Linked DNA regions of Sus scrofa: region 2 is linked to region 1. The links are chromatin contacts, called in public Hi-C maps. All regions are on one chromosome and are shown on one strand. Each heading gives the region's core, a stretch centred on a gene start, on an enhancer-like site or on the middle of the called end of the contact. The rest is flanking DNA. Distances are from core to core; before and after follow the strand shown.

Region 1 (4,380 bases), core at 1,006-3,505:
GTTTATGGTAAAATCGACTATGAGACACTGAGTACAATGCGCTAACAACAAGTACAAGGAGGGAAAATGTAATTTAAGTGTTCTTTTATACTCTTAAGCAAGGAAGACAGTTGTTCTCCAAAAAATCATACCTCCCATAACACTAACTTCCCATATATTTCCCATACACTAACGCACCAAATTGTTAGTAATTTAAGTATGTTACGCCCCATCTTTCCGGCTTTCGTAATCAGGATCCTAATTCTAATGGAATAGAAACTGTCGTCAAAAGTTCAGCAATTGTGAAAGCTTTCCTTCACTTATTTGATTTCCAATAAACAAGCAGCAGCAAGAAACCTCGGTTGCTTCAGGACAACAGAAATAAGTTCTTCTCCCAAATAACAGCTCTAGTATTCCTATCAACTGGATTTAATCAGGTCCATTTTGTCCTATATTAAAAATATTAAAATAATCCCAGTAAATAACGATGCTGCTTGATGGAGAGGCTGTCCAACATCACCTCCAAAAACCAGGTTTCAAGGAAGACCTGGTTTGCATTTGTCTTAATTCTTCATCTTACACGTGTCTCCCCTCTTTGAATAATATCTGAAAAGTAACAGTAATCCCTTGCTGCCACATAGTAAGCCCTCTAGAAATGAGAGCAAAGGTTATTAGCAGAAAAAACGTTTTCTTAAAAGAATATATTTCCATCACTATCAAAAGTGGAATTGAGCAGTTTATCTACTTAATGCCACCAAGTAGCTCATACAATGAGAATTGGTATTAAAAACCCTGAAAGGTTCAGCTTTAAACGATAACACATTAGTATGCATTTAGAATCTACACCTGAATAACGCAAAATGCATATGCTATGCAACATATGTGTGTACCAAACAAGTCTTCAAGAGAGAAAATGAAAGCCTGAGACTTTTACTAAGATAATGCTTTCATCCTTAATGGAGTTCATTTTCATTTAGTTTTGAGAGTCCCTAAAGAATATCCGAGCCAACTTTATTTCCCAAATTCCAGAGTCTATTATCTCTATCACCATATTTGTCTCATTCAAGCCCACAGTCCCCTGATAACTGACTAGTCAATCAACTTTCTGATGTCATCTCCAGGTGATCGTTCTTTTCTAGGCAAAAATGTAAACAAAGAGGGTTTATTTGGGACTGAAGAGTAACCTCTTCCTCTCTTTTGAGTGAACAAAGACCTCACCAACTCAGACAGACTAGTAAAGCTGTTTAAAAACTTAGATGCTATTGCAAACATGACTTGCCTTCAAAAGCTGATCCCTGGGAACAGAGTTCAGCTGTCATTTGAAATGAAAAGTCTCTCCAATCAAGGATAGGGCAGTGCTCTCCTGGAGAGTAGGTTATTTCCAAATTATACTAGTAAACAATTTCACCAAAACATTAGCATTAGTTATGGTGTTTCCCCCCTCCCCTTGGATTCTAACTTATTTTTCTAAAGACTTAAAATTCAAAATCCAATGGACAATTTATCTCTGGCCAATGATAACTCTGGACTTCTAAAGGTTTTGTTGGCAAATATACACAGGAAATTGGGGGCTATTTTTTAAATTCACTATCAAAATATAGCGGACTCTGGGTGTAAGCTGGGCAGTGAGCGTAGGAAGAGAGGGGAGGGAGCCACACTGGGAGTCCGAGGTGCTAAACTGCATGATTCTATCCCGCCAGGCTTCTGGTTGTTTCTTTTTTCCTTCTTTCTTTTTTTTCTTCTTTTTTTTCTTCACCTGCAGCATATAGAGCTTCCCAAGTTTGGGGTCGAATCGGAGCTGCAGCTGACAGCCTACACCAACAGCCACAGCAATGCCAGATCCGAGTTGCATCTGTGATCTACACCACAGCTTGCAGCAACACAGGCTCCTTAATCACTGAGGAAGGGTGGGGATCCAACCTGCATCCTTATGGATGCTATACCTGTTCTTAACCCGCTGAGCTACAACAGAAACTCCTGTGATTGCTTCTTTGGCAATATCCAAAGACACGAAATGGCCTATGGGAACTCAGGCTATAGGCAGAAAGAGGCAAAGGAACTGCTCTTTCCTTCTTTGTTTTTGGCTGCCCTGTGGCATATGGAGTTCCCAGGCCAGGGATCAGGCCTGAGATGCAGTTTCGACCTACGACGCACCTGTGGCAATGCCAGATCCTTAACCCACAATTCAGAACAGGGATCGAATCTGCAGCCCAGCACTTCAGAGACGCTGCCAATCCTGTTGCATCACAGCAGTATCTCTTTTTCTGACTGTATGTCCCTGTGACACAACAGCAAGGATTAAGTAAACATGTTACACAACAGAGTACAACTCTTATCTAAGCTAAAAATTGAGCCTTGAGTGTAAACTTTAATCTCTGTATTTTGCTTGGAATTACAAAAGATTTGAGTGCAATCTTAGCTTTACTGTCTTAAATTTACTGACCTTGGAGGTTCTGAGATACCATCTTCTGCTCTCTGCTTTGCCCCCGTTGCTGCTACCAGTTCACACTGCTCGACAAGCCATCCTTATTCCATTCTCACAATCAGCCCATATCTCACCTGCTTTTCCTTGGTTCTTTGGAAAAGTTATTTAGCACTATTTGTTGTATATGAAGTCTTTAAGGAAAGAAGTCTCCCGTGAAAAATCACAAAGGTGTGGATAAAACATTTTTAAAAGGTATAATGTCAATACAAGAATTACTAGGCAGCCTAGACCTTTCAGCTTGTGGCTTTACCTTCTGGGTGAGAGCCTCCCATTCAATCATTTGATTTCCAGTACTGAAGAGTTTCTAGTACGGGACTAGAGAGGCACCAAATCAAAAAACTGAAAGACACATGCAAAGCTCCCAGAAAAGATAAAAGCACGAAGAACAAAATGTGTGGACAAAGTTGAGAAGGGCTGAAGTAGTCTGTGGTTACTGAAACAGGATACCTCCACCACACTGAGCAGCCTGGGCCCCACTATGGTGTCAGAAACAACATCATACTTTTGATAGTCACTATTTTAATGATGACTTCTACAGTTTAACTTACAATCATTTTTCTGAATTAGTGTTTTATTCGAAATTCATTGTTATTATTATTATTATTGTTATTTATTTATTTATTTATTTATTTATTTATTTATTGCTTTTTAGGGCTGCACCTGCGGCATGTGGAGGTTCCCAGGCTAGGGATCGAATCGGAGCTACAGCTGCCGGCCTGCACCACAGTCACAGCAATGCATCTGTGACCCACACCACAGCTCAGGGGAGCACTGGATCCTTAACCCACTGAGCAAGGCCAGGGATCGAACCCACAACCACATGGTCAGATTCGTTTCTGCTGCTCCATGATGAGAACTCCAAAATTCATTATTTTTTGAAATATGCCTTTAAAATACTCTTCATTCTTGAATGTATATGTGTACATAATACATGCATTCTGATCTAGTAAATATTCAACTCTAAGAGTACTAGTCATTAAAATCATAGCACACAGAAGCAAAATTATAATCAAAGATACTTACATGAACTTTTCCTTCAAATAAAGCCTGAAGATATTTGTGTGTGTGTGTGTGTGTGTGTGTGTGTGTGTGTGTGTGGTGTGTAAAGTTCCTTCCACTGATTTGCACTGCTTTTGTGTAGCTGGGTGTGTGGGGTGGGTTCCCCCAGATAATCCATTCCCTCTCTTGCTCTATACTCCCCTCCTTCTTTGTCTTCTCCCCCCAGAGAATGCTAAGGGGTCTAATTATGGGTGACATGATCTGCCCTGCTCTGGTCTGTGTCACTTGTGTGGGTGGAGCTCATCCTGAAAAAGCAGATGGGGAGTTTGGGGTTAGCAGACGTAAACTATTACGTTTAGAATGGATAAGCAATGAGGTCCTGCTGTACAGCACAGGGAACTAGATCTAGTCTTCTGGGATATATATGTATCACGGAGTCACTTTGCTGTATGGCAAAATTGGCACATCATTGTACATCAACTATACCTTCATTAAAAAAAAACTCTAGATATGGAGATCAGTATGGAGATACCTTAGAAATCTATACATAGAACTACCATACAATCCAGCAATCCCACTCTTGGGCATATATCCGGACAAAACTTTCCTTAAAAAAGACACATGCACCTGCATATTCATTGCAGTACTATTCACAATAGCCAAGACATGGAAACAACTCAAATGTCCATTGACAGATGATTGGATTAGGAAGATGTGGTATATATACACAATGGAATACTACTCAGCCATAAAAAAGAACGACATAATGCCATTTGCAGCAACATGGATGGAAGTAGAGACTCTCATACTGAATGAAGTAAGTCAGAAAGAGAAAGACAGGAGTTCTTGTCGTGGTGCAGTGGTTAATGAATCCGACTAGGAATGGTGAGGTTTCGGGTTCAGTTCCTGGCCTTGCT
Region 2 (4,708 bases), core at 1,080-3,579, 120 kb before region 1:
ACCTCTGTTTACAGAGAAGCTTTGTTTATGAAGCCGGTGAAAAACAAAGCTGCTAATTGGAAAACAGTAACAAGAGCGTGTCTTTAGCTTCCTAAAGCGGGAGGTTAACAGCTGCGCGCGCCAGGGGGAGGGAGGGGGTGGGGAAGCTGCGAGCGAGGGGCCGCCCCGCACGTCGACGTGCTTTGGGGTCCCCAGCGAGACACGTGAGCCGGCTGGAGCCTTCCAGAGCCGCCCGCCCGGGTCCCAAGCTCGAAAGCCTCCCGCAGCCCGCTTACTCTTTCGTAATCTTTGGGTTCTAGTCAATAGGACGGCGCGAAAGTAACCTACGACGGCGTAGCATGTCCATGCCCAAGAGACTGAATCTCTGGCAATTATTTTGGAAAGATACCTCTGGGCCCCTTTGCCTCCTTTCCAGGTGAAAATGCAGACGTTTCTGTGTCGTCCTCGCCCCTCCTTTATGAAATAAGGCGCCCAACTGTTCTGATATTACCATTCAAAAACAGGTTCTGTGGCGAACCTCATTTGTGAATCTATTACAGAGATTAATAGATTATTTCTCCTTTTTCAACTAATTCTCAGTGGGGAAATTTAACCATATGGTAAGGAGAGAATTAGAATTTCATCACATTAGAGCAAAATGTAATGAAAAGAGTCCAACACCTGGGGCCAACTCTGAAAGCCACAATTAAAAGGTTTTTAATGAGACCAGAGAAACCCAAAATTTCATAGGCTTCAGTAATTCTGCCACATAAGAAAGATTTATTGGCGGTGTTGGGAAATATTGTTTTTACTTATGTCATAAGGATGAAAACCAGCCGCTAAATACCATGTACTCCCAGACATGGGACGCAGGAGCTGGAGGACCGCGTGTACTGTTTCCCATCCTGAGAGGAGCACTTGTTTTCACACTTCTCCCTTTGCTCTTCCTCCAAAAACAACCGCAGCAGACTCAGACGTCCCTGAATGGCTTCCTTGCTGCGGCGGCGACATTTCCAGCTAAATAAATATGCACAAATGCCCCACTTGGTTCGTGAGAGGATTTGACTCCTGGTGAAGTTGACTATTCTAAAACAACTGGATTTTAATCTTGAAGAAAGTTTCAGCAAACAGTTCTTTCCTGTTTAGGAAATCCCTGTGCTTCATAACCACCATCACTGGAACAGCTATTTGGAGACCGCGGCAAAAGCGCACCCCCCCCCTTAAAAAAATCTAATGGGCTGCATAATCACCTTGCTCTTTATTTTGTTTTGTTTTCCCAATCTGGGACGGGAATGGGCAAGGGGGAGGGGGGCTAGGGCGGAATAAAGCAGTGTGTTCAAGTTGGGTGGGGGGGCGATTGCTTTGGTCCCTTACTAGCTAAAAATCTTGGGGGCAAGCCAGCGGGGACACCACAGGGACACCACCTGCCCCCCCCCCAAAGTCCCATCTCCAATCTAGACCAGAGTCATCCTATGAACAAGGGTGGAGTAGCGTCTCGCCTGGAAGGGCCATGTGGCACAAGATGAGACCGCAGTGGCGAGGGAAGGGCAGTGGGGGGTGGGGTACGGGGGGGGACGTCTGCTTTCCATGGGACTCCCGGGCTTCGCCGCAGATCCACAATTTGCTGAAGGAGCAAAGAACATCCTCGGCTCTAAGTAGGGCTTTTAGTGTGCTCATTGATGAGTGAAAGTCGCCACACATGTCAAGCTAAAGGCAGTTGTTGGGTTACTAACAGGACCCAGCGCCTTGCAAACATATGCGCTAAGCTGTGTATACAGATGGCAGGCAGAATAATGGAGCAGGCGCCTTTTATAAAGCGCTAGCTGCTGCCTGTCTTCAGACCTGGGAAATGAAACTATTCAGACTCGCGGCCAGATAGCGCCTGCGATTGTTTGTTACCGTTTTAATCCTATTAATTAAAACGTTAACCTGATTGGGTAGAAAGCGCTGTCCCAACAGGCGACTCTTCTTCATAATAACCTACTCAGAGATAATGATGTAAAAGACTCCCCCGTCTGTGGCAGCGGCTGGTTGATGGGTCCGGAAATCTCTTGAAGGTGAATCCAAGCAAGATAAACGGTGCGGAGAGGAGGCGCGGGGCTGGGCTCAGAGCGGCGGCGGCGGCGGCTCCACTCCCTCCGCGCCCACCCTCCCACCATGCGGGGCCGCGGCCCATGGTGAGCCCCAGCAGCCAGCACCACCGGCTGGAGACGAAGAGGAAGAAGAAGAGGAGGCGGCGAGCGCGGGGGAAGGCGAAAAAGAAAAAGAAGGGGAGAGGGCTGCACTCAGCACCGGGACCGACGCACGCACCAGCCCCGGAGCCCGGCTCGGGTGCGTCTTCGGCGCCGCCTGCCTCCCGAGCCGAGGCGGCGGCGGCCGGCGCGGCGGGCCCGGGCTGCGCGCCGGCGCCGGACCATGGAGCGCGGGCTGCACCTCGGCGCGGCCGCCGCGGGCGAAGACGACCTCTTCCTGCACAAGAGCCTGAGCGCCTCCGCCGCCAAGCGCTTAGAGGCGGCTTTCCGCTCCACGCCCCCGGGCATGGACCTGTCCCTGGCGCCGCCGCCTCGGGAGCGCCCGGCGTCCTCCTCCTCGTCGCCCCTGGGCTGCTTCGAGCCGGCTGACCCCGAGGGGGCAGGGCTGCTGCTGCCGCCGCCCGGGGGAGGCGGCGGTGGCGGCGCGGGAGGAGGCGGCGGCGGCGGCGGGGTGGGCGTCCCGGGGCTGCTGGCGGGCTCTGCCGGCGTTGGGGGCGACCCTAGCCTGAGCAGCCTGCCGGCCGGGGCCGCCCTATGCCTCAAATACGGCGAGAGCGCCAGCCGGGGCTCGGTGGTCGAGAGCAGCGGCGGCGAGCAGAGCCCCGACGACGACAGCGACGGCCGCTGCGAGCTGGTGCTGCGGGCCGGGGGCGCCGACCCGCGGGCCTCCCCGGGCGCGGGAGGCGGCAGCGCCAAGGCGGCCGAGGGCTGCTCCAACGCCCACCTCCACGGCGGCGCCAACGCCCCCCCGGGGGGCCCGGGCGGCGGCGGAGCAGGCGGCGGGGGTGGTGGCGGCAGCGGCGGCAGCGGCGGCAGCGGCGGCAGCAGCAAGAAATCCAAAGAGCAAAAGGCGCTGCGGCTCAACATCAACGCCCGGGAGCGCCGGCGGATGCACGACCTGAACGACGCGCTGGACGAGCTGCGCGCGGTGATCCCCTACGCGCACAGCCCCTCGGTGCGGAAGCTCTCCAAGATCGCCACGCTGCTGCTCGCCAAGAACTACATCCTCATGCAGGCGCAGGCCCTGGAGGAGATGCGGCGCCTCGTCGCCTACCTCAATCAGGGCCAGGCCATCTCGGCCGCCTCGCTGCCCAGCTCCGCGGCGGCGGCGGCGGCGGCCGCTGCCCTGCACCCGGCTCTCGGCGCCTACGAGCAGGCTGCCGGCTACCCTTTCAGTGCCGGGCTGCCCCCGGCCGCCTCCTGCCCGGAGAAGTGCGCCCTGTTCAATAGCGTCTCTTCCAGCCTCTGCAAACAGTGCACGGAGAAGCCTTAAACGCCCCCCTCCCCGGAAAAAAAAAAAAAACAGCAAAACACAAGACCGACCCCCAAGCTAGAGGAAAGTGAAAAGCTGCCCCCACCCCCCTTATTTGGTCCTCTCGTAGTTGTGAAACACTTGCAGAGCAAACAAAGCAGAGGCGAGAACTGAGAAGTATCAGAGACAAACGGGACTTCCAGCCCTGACATCCCCAGAATTTCGGTCTTTAGGGTGGGCAGGGCGGGAGGAGGGAGGTGGAGTTGGGGTGGAGGACGGATGTCTTTTTTCACGGAAAAGTGGCAACTTTGGTGGCAGCTTAGATCGCGAGGAAGCAGAGTTTCCCTTTAAGGTTAAATATAAGTTGGGATGTAGTCGTTATTAAGCGTGGAGAGTTACATGGCAAAATAGTAATCCTACTACTAATTGTGAAATTGGCTAGAGGGAGAGAGGAAGAGTTCGGGTTTGGGTGGGTTGTGGGACGGAGTATTCATTCAGACAAATCAGAAAGGGCACTTGAAAATAAATTTTGATTCTGAGCCAGGAGAAAAACTTGAAATGTAGATTTATTTAAGTGAAAAAAAAAAAAAAGAAAAAAACCAGAAAGAGACACGTTGCTATGAAAGACTTGTATTTTTTATTGTCTCTGAACTTTCATTCTGTGAAAATGCTCAAAAGTTTTGGCAAGAGTGATATAAAAAACTGACTGTGGCTGAAAGAATTGCATTTAAAAATATTTATGTGCACCTTGTTACTTTCCACTCTGCAATGATGTATTAACAATACATGGTATTTATTTGTTATTCTTCAATGACCCTTCCACATCAACAGTATTTATCATGTGTTAAGGTCATAGGTCTTATGTGCAGACTTTTTTTAATGCCTCTAAAATTCTGTTTTATAGATTAACTTATATTGTGTGCCAAGTGTTTAAAAGGGTTTATTTGCCAACAAGTATGAAGAAACATATTGATATATCTGAGCTGCTTAGGTTTATCAAAGGTCACCTGGATCTCTTCAGTTGCGTCATCCCTGTATTTAAATTGAGCTTTAATAAATTGCTTCAGTCCAAAAATTACAGGAAAGGTGTATTCTTAATTGATGAGTGAATTGATCTCTTTTTGAAAGGGGACTCCTTTGCATTCTAAAAAGGAAAGACATCACAGCAATAGATCCTATAAGAACATGCTAAGCAAATATTTTTCCAGGCTGTGCTGTGCATTTT

What was found. Hi-C and Micro-C count contacts between places; a contact is called where the count stands out from the background.
Region 2: a contact with region 1 is called in a Hi-C map of liver, with 5 times the contacts expected there. The contact joins the promoter of BHLHE22 here to the enhancer-like site in region 1. A contact is called at or near these places in 1 of 5 promoter capture datasets (liver), 14 of 47 Hi-C or Micro-C datasets (alveolar macrophages, brain, embryonic fibroblasts and 9 more) and 2 of 2 datasets of contacts at active chromatin or transcription factors (alveolar macrophages and skeletal muscle).

The regions. Positions count from the first base shown.
Region 1 is chr4:69,680,301-69,684,680 of Sscrofa11.1, reverse strand. The region is part of intron 1 of LOC100738003 (25-hydroxycholesterol 7-alpha-hydroxylase-like); the gene reads right to left. Among named protein-coding and RNA genes, the nearest start is that of BHLHE22, 120 kb to the left of the region's middle. Within about 2 kb of position 2,255, at least 1 of the 83 cell types and tissues checked has an H3K27ac peak or open chromatin away from gene starts, as enhancers often do. A contact at or near this core is called in liver, where this site is marked.
Region 2 is chr4:69,800,996-69,805,703 of Sscrofa11.1, reverse strand. It overlaps BHLHE22 (class E basic helix-loop-helix protein 22), which reads left to right and starts at 2,329. Exons shown (of 1, transcript XM_003481394.4): 1 at 2,329-4,085. The coding sequence starts at 2,395. The coding sequence ends at 3,504.